Linked DNA regions of Astyanax mexicanus: region 1 is linked to region 2. The links are chromatin contacts, called in public Hi-C maps. All regions are on one chromosome and are shown on one strand. Each heading gives the region's core, a stretch centred on a gene start, on an enhancer-like site or on the middle of the called end of the contact. The rest is flanking DNA. Distances are from core to core; before and after follow the strand shown.

Region 1 (5,216 bases), core at 2,680-5,179, 42 kb after region 2:
TCAGTTTAAATGTCCAGCACTAAAAATGTTGTAATTAACCACAAATAACAAGAAAACACAGTAAAATCAACCACTGCAGTTCCCAAAACTACTGACAAAAAATAATTAAGCTAAACTTTGTGATAAGGGCGCACCAATGTGATAAAAATGTTATAATTAACCACAATAACAATACAGTATACAGTAATACAGAAGAATACAGTAGGGCTGTGTTTAAAAGATCGATCCGTAATCCAATATCGACTCACGCTCAAAAAATACGATATTGATCCAAAAATTTGTGTATCTTTTCCAGGTGACCATAGACTCTTTGACACGCAAGGGGCAGTATAAAAAGTGGGTGCCGGCTAAACGAAACCGAAACTTAAGATAGAGCAAGATGGCCGAAGCTACAGCACTAAAATCACCGCCTGGAATGAAGGCTGCTGTTTGGCAGTACTTCGAATTCAAACTAAGACAAAGACAAACTAGACAGAACAAAATAAATACCTTAAATTCTCAACTCTTCTCTCTGTGTGTCCCTCTTATCAAATCGGATCGAATCGTAGATCGAATCGGATAGTGACCTTATGAATCAGAATCAAATCAATCCAGGAAATTCAGATTGATTCCCAGCCCTTCAATACAGTATCATAATATCGCCCAGCCCTCTTCCCTGTAGAGTAGATAAACAACAAAACTAACAACCGTAACTAAAACTTTTTAAGCTGAATTAAGTGTTTTGTAGAAATGTCTCTTTACTTTCTAGACATAAAGAAATCTCCATAAAGTAAAACTGAATTAAGTGTTTGGTAGAAATGTCATATTAATCCCTAGACTTGATAAAAATGCCATATCTGATCATAATGTCACACAATGTCATTATATGAGAAATATCATATAATAACTTAAAACCAAAATTAAAACTCCAGGAAATTTTGTATTTCTCTTAAACCACAGCTAAAAAGACTAAATATGGTGTACTTGATGACGAAAATACATTACCATAATAATATTCACCCGTAATCCCAGAACTACTAACAACAAGAAGTCCAGTGATGAAAATGTCTTAATTTACCCCACAATGACGATACAGTATAATAATATCGCCCAATTATTACTAGATCATTACTTCCTAGACTTGAGAAAAATGCCATGTCTGACCACTATGTCACACAGTATCGTTATATAAGGAAAAACATCATAATTTACTCCACGATATCAATACAGTATCATAATATCGCCCACCCCTCCTCCCTGTAGAGCAGATAAACAACTTTTAATTCGGTTAAAACCAAAAATAAAACCTTGAAATTGTCTATTTCTGTTAAACCACAGCTAAAAAGAATAAATACGGTGTACTTGTCGAAGAAAACACAATATTGTAGTATTGTTAAACAATATTCCAGGAAGTACTGACAATAAATAAGTCAAATTCAAAATGTTATGCTGGCTGATATTATCAGTGACATAAATTTTGATGTCTTTTATAGTTTTTATAGATCATTACTTTCTAGACTTGAGATAAACTCATATCTAATCAAAATGTCGCACAGTATCGCTATATAAGTAGTTTTAGGAAATATGGAAAAGGGTCATAATTTACCCCACAATAACACTACAGTATCAAAAAATAAAAATCACCTACCTAATAAAAACTAAATAAACTCTAAAAAGTTACGCTGGCTGATTTCATCAATGATATGGATTTCTGATACGGATCTTATTATCTTTTATTATCCTTACATTATAATACAAGATCAGTACTTATTAGACTTGATAAAAATGCCATCTCTGATCATAATGTCATACAGTATCGTTATACATGGAAAAACATAATAATTTACCCCATGATAATGATACCGTATCATAATATCACCCACCTCTCTCCCTATAGAGTAGATAAACAACTTTTATTTGTTAAAACTAAGACTGAAACTGTTTATTTTTTATATTAAATATGATGTACTGTATTTTTATAGCTTTTATAATGATTACAAAGTCATAATTAACCATAACAACAATACAGTATCATAATATCGCCCAACTACTGAGAAAAATGCCATACCTGATCATAATGTCACACTATATCATTATATATCAAGTCTATTGAAGTAGTTTTATGAAATATATAGAAAAATGTCATAATTTACCCCATGATAATGATACAGTATCATAATATCGCCCACATCTCTCCCTATAGAGCATTTAAACAACTTTTTATTTGGTTAAAAGGTAATGGAAAACTTAAGAAACTATACAACACTTCCTAGACTTGAGAAAAATGCCTTATTTGATCATAATGTCAAACAGTACTGTTATACAGTAAAACGTAATACTTTACCCCACAATTATGATACAGTACCATAATATTACCCACCCCTCCTCCCTACAAAGCAAATTAAACAACTCATAAAATTATGAAATATATGGAAAGATTTCATAATTTACACCCCGATAATGATACAGTATCACAATATCGCCCACCTCTCTCCCTATAGAGTAGATAATCAACTTTTATATTTTATAAAACTAAGACTGAAACTGTTTCTTTTTTATATTAAATATGATGTACTTTAAAAATACTGATGTATTTTTATAGCTTTTTAACTATTATAACAATACAGTACCATAATATCGCCCAACTATTGAGAAAAATGTCATACCTGACCATATAATGTCACACTTTATCGTTATATATAAATAGTTTCATTAAATATATATGAAAAGATTTTAGAATTAACACCACGATAATGATACCGTATCATAATATTACCCACTCCTACTCCCTATAGAGTAGATAAACAACTTTTATTTGTTAAAACTAAGACTGAAACTGTTTTTTTTATATATTAAATATGATGTGCTTTAAAAATACTGGTGTATTTTAATAGCTTGTATAATAATTACAATGCCATAATTAACTATTATAACAATACAGTACCATAATATCGCCCATATCTGATCATAATGTCACACTATATCGTTATATACCAAGTCTAGTCAATTAGTTTTATGAAATATATGGAAAAACGTCATTATTTCCCCCATGATATCGATACAGTATCATAATATTGCCCACCCCTCCTTCCTATAGAGCATTTAAACAACTTTTCATTTGGTTAAAACCAGGATTAAGACTCTTTAAACTCCAGTAAATTCTCTTTACATGTAGTTTAGCAGGAATAAAGACTTTAATTGGGTTAAAATGTCCTGTTTTTAAAGTTTAAAGTCTATCTACGTCTCTCTTTAGCGTTAGTTAACTAGGTTATCGTAGCTCTACTTCCTTGACGACCTGCCCTGTGAAAGATCTGGAGCTGAATAACACTTTCGGTTAGTGAGGGCGGGTGGGGGTGTGCTGCTGCTGCTTCTGCTGCTGTTTATCTCCGCTTTAGTTGGTTATATTTACAAATAAAACAGAAATACAGCTAAAACACAGCTAAAATATCTCCAAATAAACATGTATACGCGGTTAACCCGCACGGGCGCTGTTTAGTTATAACGCTACCCGTGTCAGCGTATGACTTTCCCCAGTCCTAACTGTTCAACACGCTTCAAACGCGGCTTAACGCCACAAAACACGGGTTTATATAAACACAGAGCCGCAGCCCTCGATGTTTACGAGTCTCTAAATGTTTTAAAAACATATAAAATCAACACAAACAGCCCAGAGTTAAAGGAAACCGCGAGCTTACGGAGTATAGAGATGCGATTCTGTTTTTCCTTCCTTCCCAGGCAACTTAATTCAGCTCGTAATCCGAGTACAAACTTTTCCCAAAGCTCTCATACGGTTCAGACGGTCGGCAGGATATTTCCACACGAAACATTCCTCGTTCCGGGCGAGAAAACACAAATATATACAGAGTTTCCCCCCGAAAAACTCAGAATTTCAAAGTTGTAGCGTTTACTCCATCATGGTGGCCATGTTTAAGAGGGACCGAATCACCACCGCTCCTCCGCACCGGCAAATAGACCCGCCTAAACGCTCGCGCCGGCGCCGCTGTCCAAACTTCCGCACAACTCGCACCAAACCTCGGGCACGCCGATATAAGACGTATAAGACCTGCAAACGAGCGACGTTAAGAAAATTTAGCAAATAAACAGCGTAAAACCGTAAGAAAAAAAGTCTCAATAGAGTCTCGCTGACCCCGCGGATGAAGACAGCACAGCTGTGAAACGGCGTTTCAGTCATGGCCGGGACTCGTGTAAAGCCCGGATCTGGATTCGTGAGGTGCGCGGAGCGGAGTCACGCCAGGTTCTGAGCTCAGCGATACAGTGGCGCTTTATTATTATTATTATTAATAATAATTTTATTATAAATAAAATTATTCATTTTTCCAATTAGAAACAATAGCCCATAGAAACAACCCATTAGGTATTTCTTATTACGAAGTGAACTGCTTAATCATAATATTGAGATGTTATCTCATTATTTTGCGATATTAAGTCATCACATTGAGTTATTATTTATTTACTCTGAGATACGTAGTCAATATTTACTAGATACTAAATGATTAATTTAAGAAAAATGCCATTATTATGATATACTTAGTCGATACTTTGAAATATTAAATTGATATTTTGAGATACTAAATTGTTACCTTGAGATACTAACTAATTCATTGCTCTGAGATACTAAGTCATTATTCTGAGATACTAAATTTGAGATGTCATTATTTTGTTATACTTAGTCAAAACTTTGAGATACTAAGTTGTTATTTTGAGATACTAAGTTGTTATCTTGCAATACTTCGTCATTATTCTGAGATACTAACTTTACTGGAGTTTAAAGAGTTTTAGTCTTGGTTTTATCCAAATATAAATATGCCATTAGTCTGATATACTTGTTTTCAATTTCTTTTAAACTGTAAATGTTTGGCGCCATTGTAAAAGAGGGTCACCCTCAATGTATCATAAGAGGCGTGGACCTGTTTTTCCCTTTGTTGCAAAAAGCGCTATATAAATAATGTGGATTGAATTGAATTGAATTAAATTCCCAAGTGAAAATAAAGGTTGATTGATTGATTGATTGATTGACTGATTTATCTTAAGATACTCATTATTCTGAGATACAAAGTCATTACATTGAGATACTTTGAGATACTAACTGACTCATTACTTTGAGATACTAACTGACTCATTACTTTGAGATACTAACTGACTCATTACTTTGAGATACTAAGGCATTATTGTGAGATACTAAATTATTAATTTAAGATATTAACTCGTTACTTTGA
Region 2 (5,247 bases), core at 483-2,982:
GCCAAACATTCACACAAAGCAATCCAGACTGTTCTCATACAGAGTTCCCCAATGGTGGAACAAACTACCTTCTACTACCAGATCAGGAGAATCTCTCGCTATCTTTAATAAACTCCTGAAGACAGAGCTCTTCAAAGAGCACTTACTCTCTTAACACCTCTAACACACTAACTACTTCTAACCTCATTTCCTTCTTCCTCTCCTTCACTCCTCTATCCTATTATTCCCCTTTGTCCTCCTTTTATCCCTATCCAAAGATGTTTTTCCTTTAAACTTATTTTACATTGTACTTGACTATTGTAAGTCGCTTTGGACAAAAGCGTCTGCCAAATGTAATGTAATGTAATGTAATGTAAAAAGATCATGTTCTCACCACAACCTAACTTCTCCAGAGTTCATTAGGGATTGGAGAATGACCACCTCCTCTCAAGAGTCTTGATGTGGTTGTTTTGGTCCACATCCTGTAATAGCTAATAGTAAGTGTATTGTTTTCATAAGGGGCAGTTTGTTTGCTATTTTACATACTTCTTTAATGTACATACTCTGTAATGAGCGGTATGATGAGTCCAAGCTTATTACAGTTAAACAGAAAATACTAAAAAAATAAATAAAATAAATAGTGGAATACTGCCAACATGAGTGAGTCTCTGAATTTCTGCTCCACCTGTCAAAGCTCACTACTATCTGGTTTCAGGTGTAAGTCTAACATTAAACTAACACCAAAATTATTCAAATTAATCAGAGTTTATTTACTGTATTCACACCTGCCCAAATAAATCACAACAAAGATTAAACCAATCAGAGCCTTGATTTACATTTACAGCAAGCCAATATAACCAAATATCGCCTTGCTTACAGTATTGCAATTAGGGGTGTGCCATATTTTTTAATTTTGAGAACAATATTATACCCTGAAATATGGTGCCATATCCCCAATCCCTAATTATCACATCAGGATACTAATTTTTTTTTTACTGTTTTTAGCAAAAGAAAATTCACACTGTTCTCATTTCCCATTAGATATCTACTAGAGACAGATTATATCTGTCCAGTATCATTTATTTTACTTTAATCCTGAATATATATAGACATTGAGTGCTTTATTATTAGTATCATGACATTCTTGATCATTGACTTCTGTTGCAAATACGATAAAAGTTTTGTATTTTTAATATTTCACATAGGGGTGTGATATATCATATCGTACGCAATAATAAAATTAAATTTTTATTTGTTGCAGCAGTGTATTCTTGATTTTTATATTTTTTTTATGCAGTGTTTCGTCATATCGACAAGAGTATCGTTATCGCGAAAATACCATAAAATATTGTGATATTATTTTAGGGTCAAATCGCCCACCCCTAACTGCAATACAATCACAATAAATTGAATTGTAACATCTACAATGTCAAGCTCTTGTCAATACACAGCCCTAGTTCAATTATGATAATATTTTTAACCTGTGACCATCGTTTTAACACTGTATGTTTAAATGAACATTGAACTGAATCCACGTTTTTTTGATATCCAGAGTAAAAACGATCCCAGCAACAGCAGACTTTTGTGATTTATGGGACAGAGAAACAAATTATGCATTGACCCGCGAGAGACTGAGAACAAGAAACAAGAGCTGTGGGGAGCGAGAGAGGCCGAGAGAGGTCCTTCGCCATGTTCACAGTGAAGGCTCGCTAAATAAAACATACGGCGGGGGCCGGCGCGCCTCGGCTCCGCGAGCCCGGCAGCTCCAAATGGATTTTACATGTAGTCTATCGTCAAGGGGTAACAAGGTAAACAAGTGATGGGATTTGGGGTAATGAGTAACCAGGAGAAAAAATAAACAACTGTCGAGTGGCCCTCAGGGGACGGGGGGTCAGCATGGTCCCAGGGGGAGGAGTCATGGCCAGTGGCTCCGTGCAGCAAGTGACTGGTCCAATGAGATGATAATTAATGGGCTAAGGAGCAGCGCCAGGCTGGAGTATTGCTTAATATGAAAGAATGAACGTAGATCTGTTGTGATTAACTATTTAATGTGGATGATATGTTGTCCTAGAAACTATTGCATGAAAACAACACTCATTTTAAGGCCATTCTTCAACCACTGATATAATGATAATAAAATTATGGCGGGATACTTAACCTTGGGGGTCGAAAATCCCATGGGGATCCTGACATTTAAAGGAATTTAAAAGAGTGACGCTATTTAAGAATAAATTTTAAAAGATTTTGAGAATCTGCACTGATCCAGAGTAGGGCTGGATCGATTAATCGGCGTAATTGACAATGTCGCCAATAAAAACATTGTCATTGTCGGCCCATCATTAATGTGTGATGGAGCGAGAGAGAGAGAGAGAGAGAGAGAGAGAGAGAGAGAGAAAGAGCTGGATAAGTGTTACAGATATACTGTACTCTGTCCACTCCATTAAAATTAAGGTATAATTTAAAGTAACTGATTAAAATATATACATTTATATATTTTATTAGACAAAATAATTTTGAGAGGCATCTCCTTCAAATAAAAGTAAAAACAAAGTTACACACAAGTCTCCTAGAATTTCCTAAAAATAACATACACATGTGTATGGTTTTTCTATAATGAACTTTGTAGTTATTGGTGTAATATAGGTCAAACATCAAACCATCAAAATGTAATGCAAAACTGGTCTTGGTATCTAAATGTTTACTTGTCCTCACCAGTAGGAAGTACAATTGGAGGGCATGACAAAAATTACCGCAACTAATCGACTAATCGAAGAAAAAAATCAGCAGATAAATTGACTACTAAAAGAGACATTAGTTGCAGCGCTAATCCAGATGTGTCCTTTCACTGCAAGTGAAAAAATATTTAAACTCAGATGTGGATCCAGACAGGACTAAAATTACCAGAGGACCACGGAGTTCAGCAAAAAACAGTCAAGATAATTCAGCCTGTAATTTTCTCAGAGGACGTCTGAGGAAAAAAAAACACAGAGGGTCGTTCCAGACGGGAATTAAACCACAGATGACTCCCAATAAAAGAGAAAATTATCCCAGGACCCCCATCCGGATAGGGCTTAAGCCTTCCCAATAACTGACGTCTGTACATACAAATTTCTGACAAATAAATCTGCCAATTCATGTAATGCAGTTGGAGTAACATATTATTAAAGTGATAATAAGTGTCTCTAGTATGATGAAGTATGCACTGTTACAGATTATTTACAGCTGTCCAGGTTATGTAATTAACCATGTATTTCAGTTTCACAGATAGCACAATATTTTATCCATCCTCCTATAAAAAAAAATAATGATTTCTTGTATTCAAAAACAATCACAGCCCTAATTACATGCCAGATAAAAGAAACAAACACACACACACACACACAGATACCTACATTTGTGCATTTACTTAACCTGTAGAAGTGTAATAAATCTGTAACAATGCGTACTCTACTAATAGTTACACTGTTATTACATAGGTCGTTAATGTGTAACTACACATTTATTAGAGACACTTATTATAAAGTGGGACAAAACTAATACAATAGTTTTAAGTGTATTGTTATATAGTTCAGAATTTCATTATTGCAATAAAATCCTGAAATATTGATATTATTAGGGGAAAAATCTGGAAATAACGGGAACATTTTATTACCATTATAAAACGTTTCATATTGCTATATACTGATATAACACTGATAAACTGATAAAGCGTTATTATTGTGACAGGTCTAAATGAATCTGTGTAAACATGATCTTGAGAACTTTACTCTGTTACTCCATACAGGTTCAACAAGGTCAGGCTCAGCTGGAGATTCAGCTCAGCTGGGTTATAGAACTCCATACAAAACCAGACCACTCAAACTCAACACAGCAAAACGAAGCCCAGGCAGAAAACCGAGGACTGACCCCCTCTCCATCTCTGTCTCTCTCAGCTTCCCAAGACAACTTATTCCTGCCATCCTTCCACAGCATGTGAGAGTTTCAGAGAGTGAAAGAGGAGGAGGAAAAAGAGGAAAAAAAAGCTACAGCACAAGTAGTTCCAGCTCCAAGGGAGGAGCATAAAACCCGGGCTGGAGCGAGTGGCTGCGACGGGACACACCCCCTCCACAACAACCGGCCATCACACACACACACACACACACACACACACACACACACACACACACACACACACACACACACATACCATCTATCTCTCTCTCTCTCTCTCTCTCTCACACACACACACACATACACACACACACACACGACAACCGGCCATGTACTTTTAACTGTTTCCTCACCTTCTACTGCTCATTGTCTACACACAACATCTAACCACACACAAACACTCTCGCACACACAGCCACATCAACCTGCCATCTCTCTCACTCGCACACACTCGCATACACTTCACAACAACCAACCATCTCCTACCGTGTACTTTAACTGTTTCCTCACCTTGTGCTGTTTGCCCACACTCTCACACACTCTCACACACTCTCACACACTCTCACACACTCTCACACACTCTCACACACTCTCACACACTCTCACACACTCTCACACACTCTCACACACTCTCACACACTCTCATCAACCGGCCATCTCTTTCCCTCGCACACACTCCACAACAACCGACCATCTCCCACCATGTACTTTTATCCGTTCCCTCACCTTCTACTGCTCATTGCCTACACACTACCTCCAACCACACACACACACACACACACTTTTGCACAGATACACACTCTCTCTCGCACACACAAAGCCACACACCTCCTCCACAACAACCAGCCCTCTCTCACACACACACACACACACAAACTTGCACAGCCACACACTCACACACACACACACACTCTCGCACACACACAGCCACATCAACCTGCCATCTCTCTCACTCGCGTACACTTCACAACAACCAACCCTCTCCTACCGTGTACTTTAACTGTTTCCTCACCTTGTGCTGTTTGCCTACACACAACCTCTCACACACTCTCACACACTCTCACACACTCTCACACACTCTCACACACTCTCACACACTCTCACACACTCTCACACACTCTCACACACTCTCACACACTCTCACAACAACCGACCATCTCCCACCATGTACTTTTAACCGTTCCCTCACCTTTTACTGCCCATTGCCTACTCACAACCTCCAACCACACACACACACACACACGCTGCCACACACTTCCTCCACAACAACCAGCCATCTCTCCCTCTCACACACACACTCACACTCTCCACAACAACCATATCCCACTCTGTACTTTA

The links. Hi-C and Micro-C count contacts between places; a contact is called where the count stands out from the background.
Region 1: a contact with region 2 is called in a Hi-C map of muscle, with 20 times the contacts expected there. The contact joins the promoter of kmt2ca here to the enhancer-like site in region 2. A contact is called at or near these places in 2 of 3 Hi-C or Micro-C datasets (both in muscle).

Annotation. Positions count from the first base shown.
Region 1 is chr6:52,113,281-52,118,496 of AstMex3_surface, forward strand. It overlaps kmt2ca (lysine (K)-specific methyltransferase 2Ca), which reads right to left and starts at 3,930. Exons shown (of 60, transcript XM_049480857.1): 1 at 3,675-3,930.
Region 2 is chr6:52,073,514-52,078,760 of AstMex3_surface, forward strand. The region is part of intron 2 of kmt2ca (lysine (K)-specific methyltransferase 2Ca); the gene reads right to left. Among protein-coding and RNA genes, the nearest start is that of kmt2ca, 41 kb to the right of the region's middle. Within about 2 kb of position 1,733, the one cell type or tissue checked has an H3K27ac peak away from gene starts, as active enhancers do.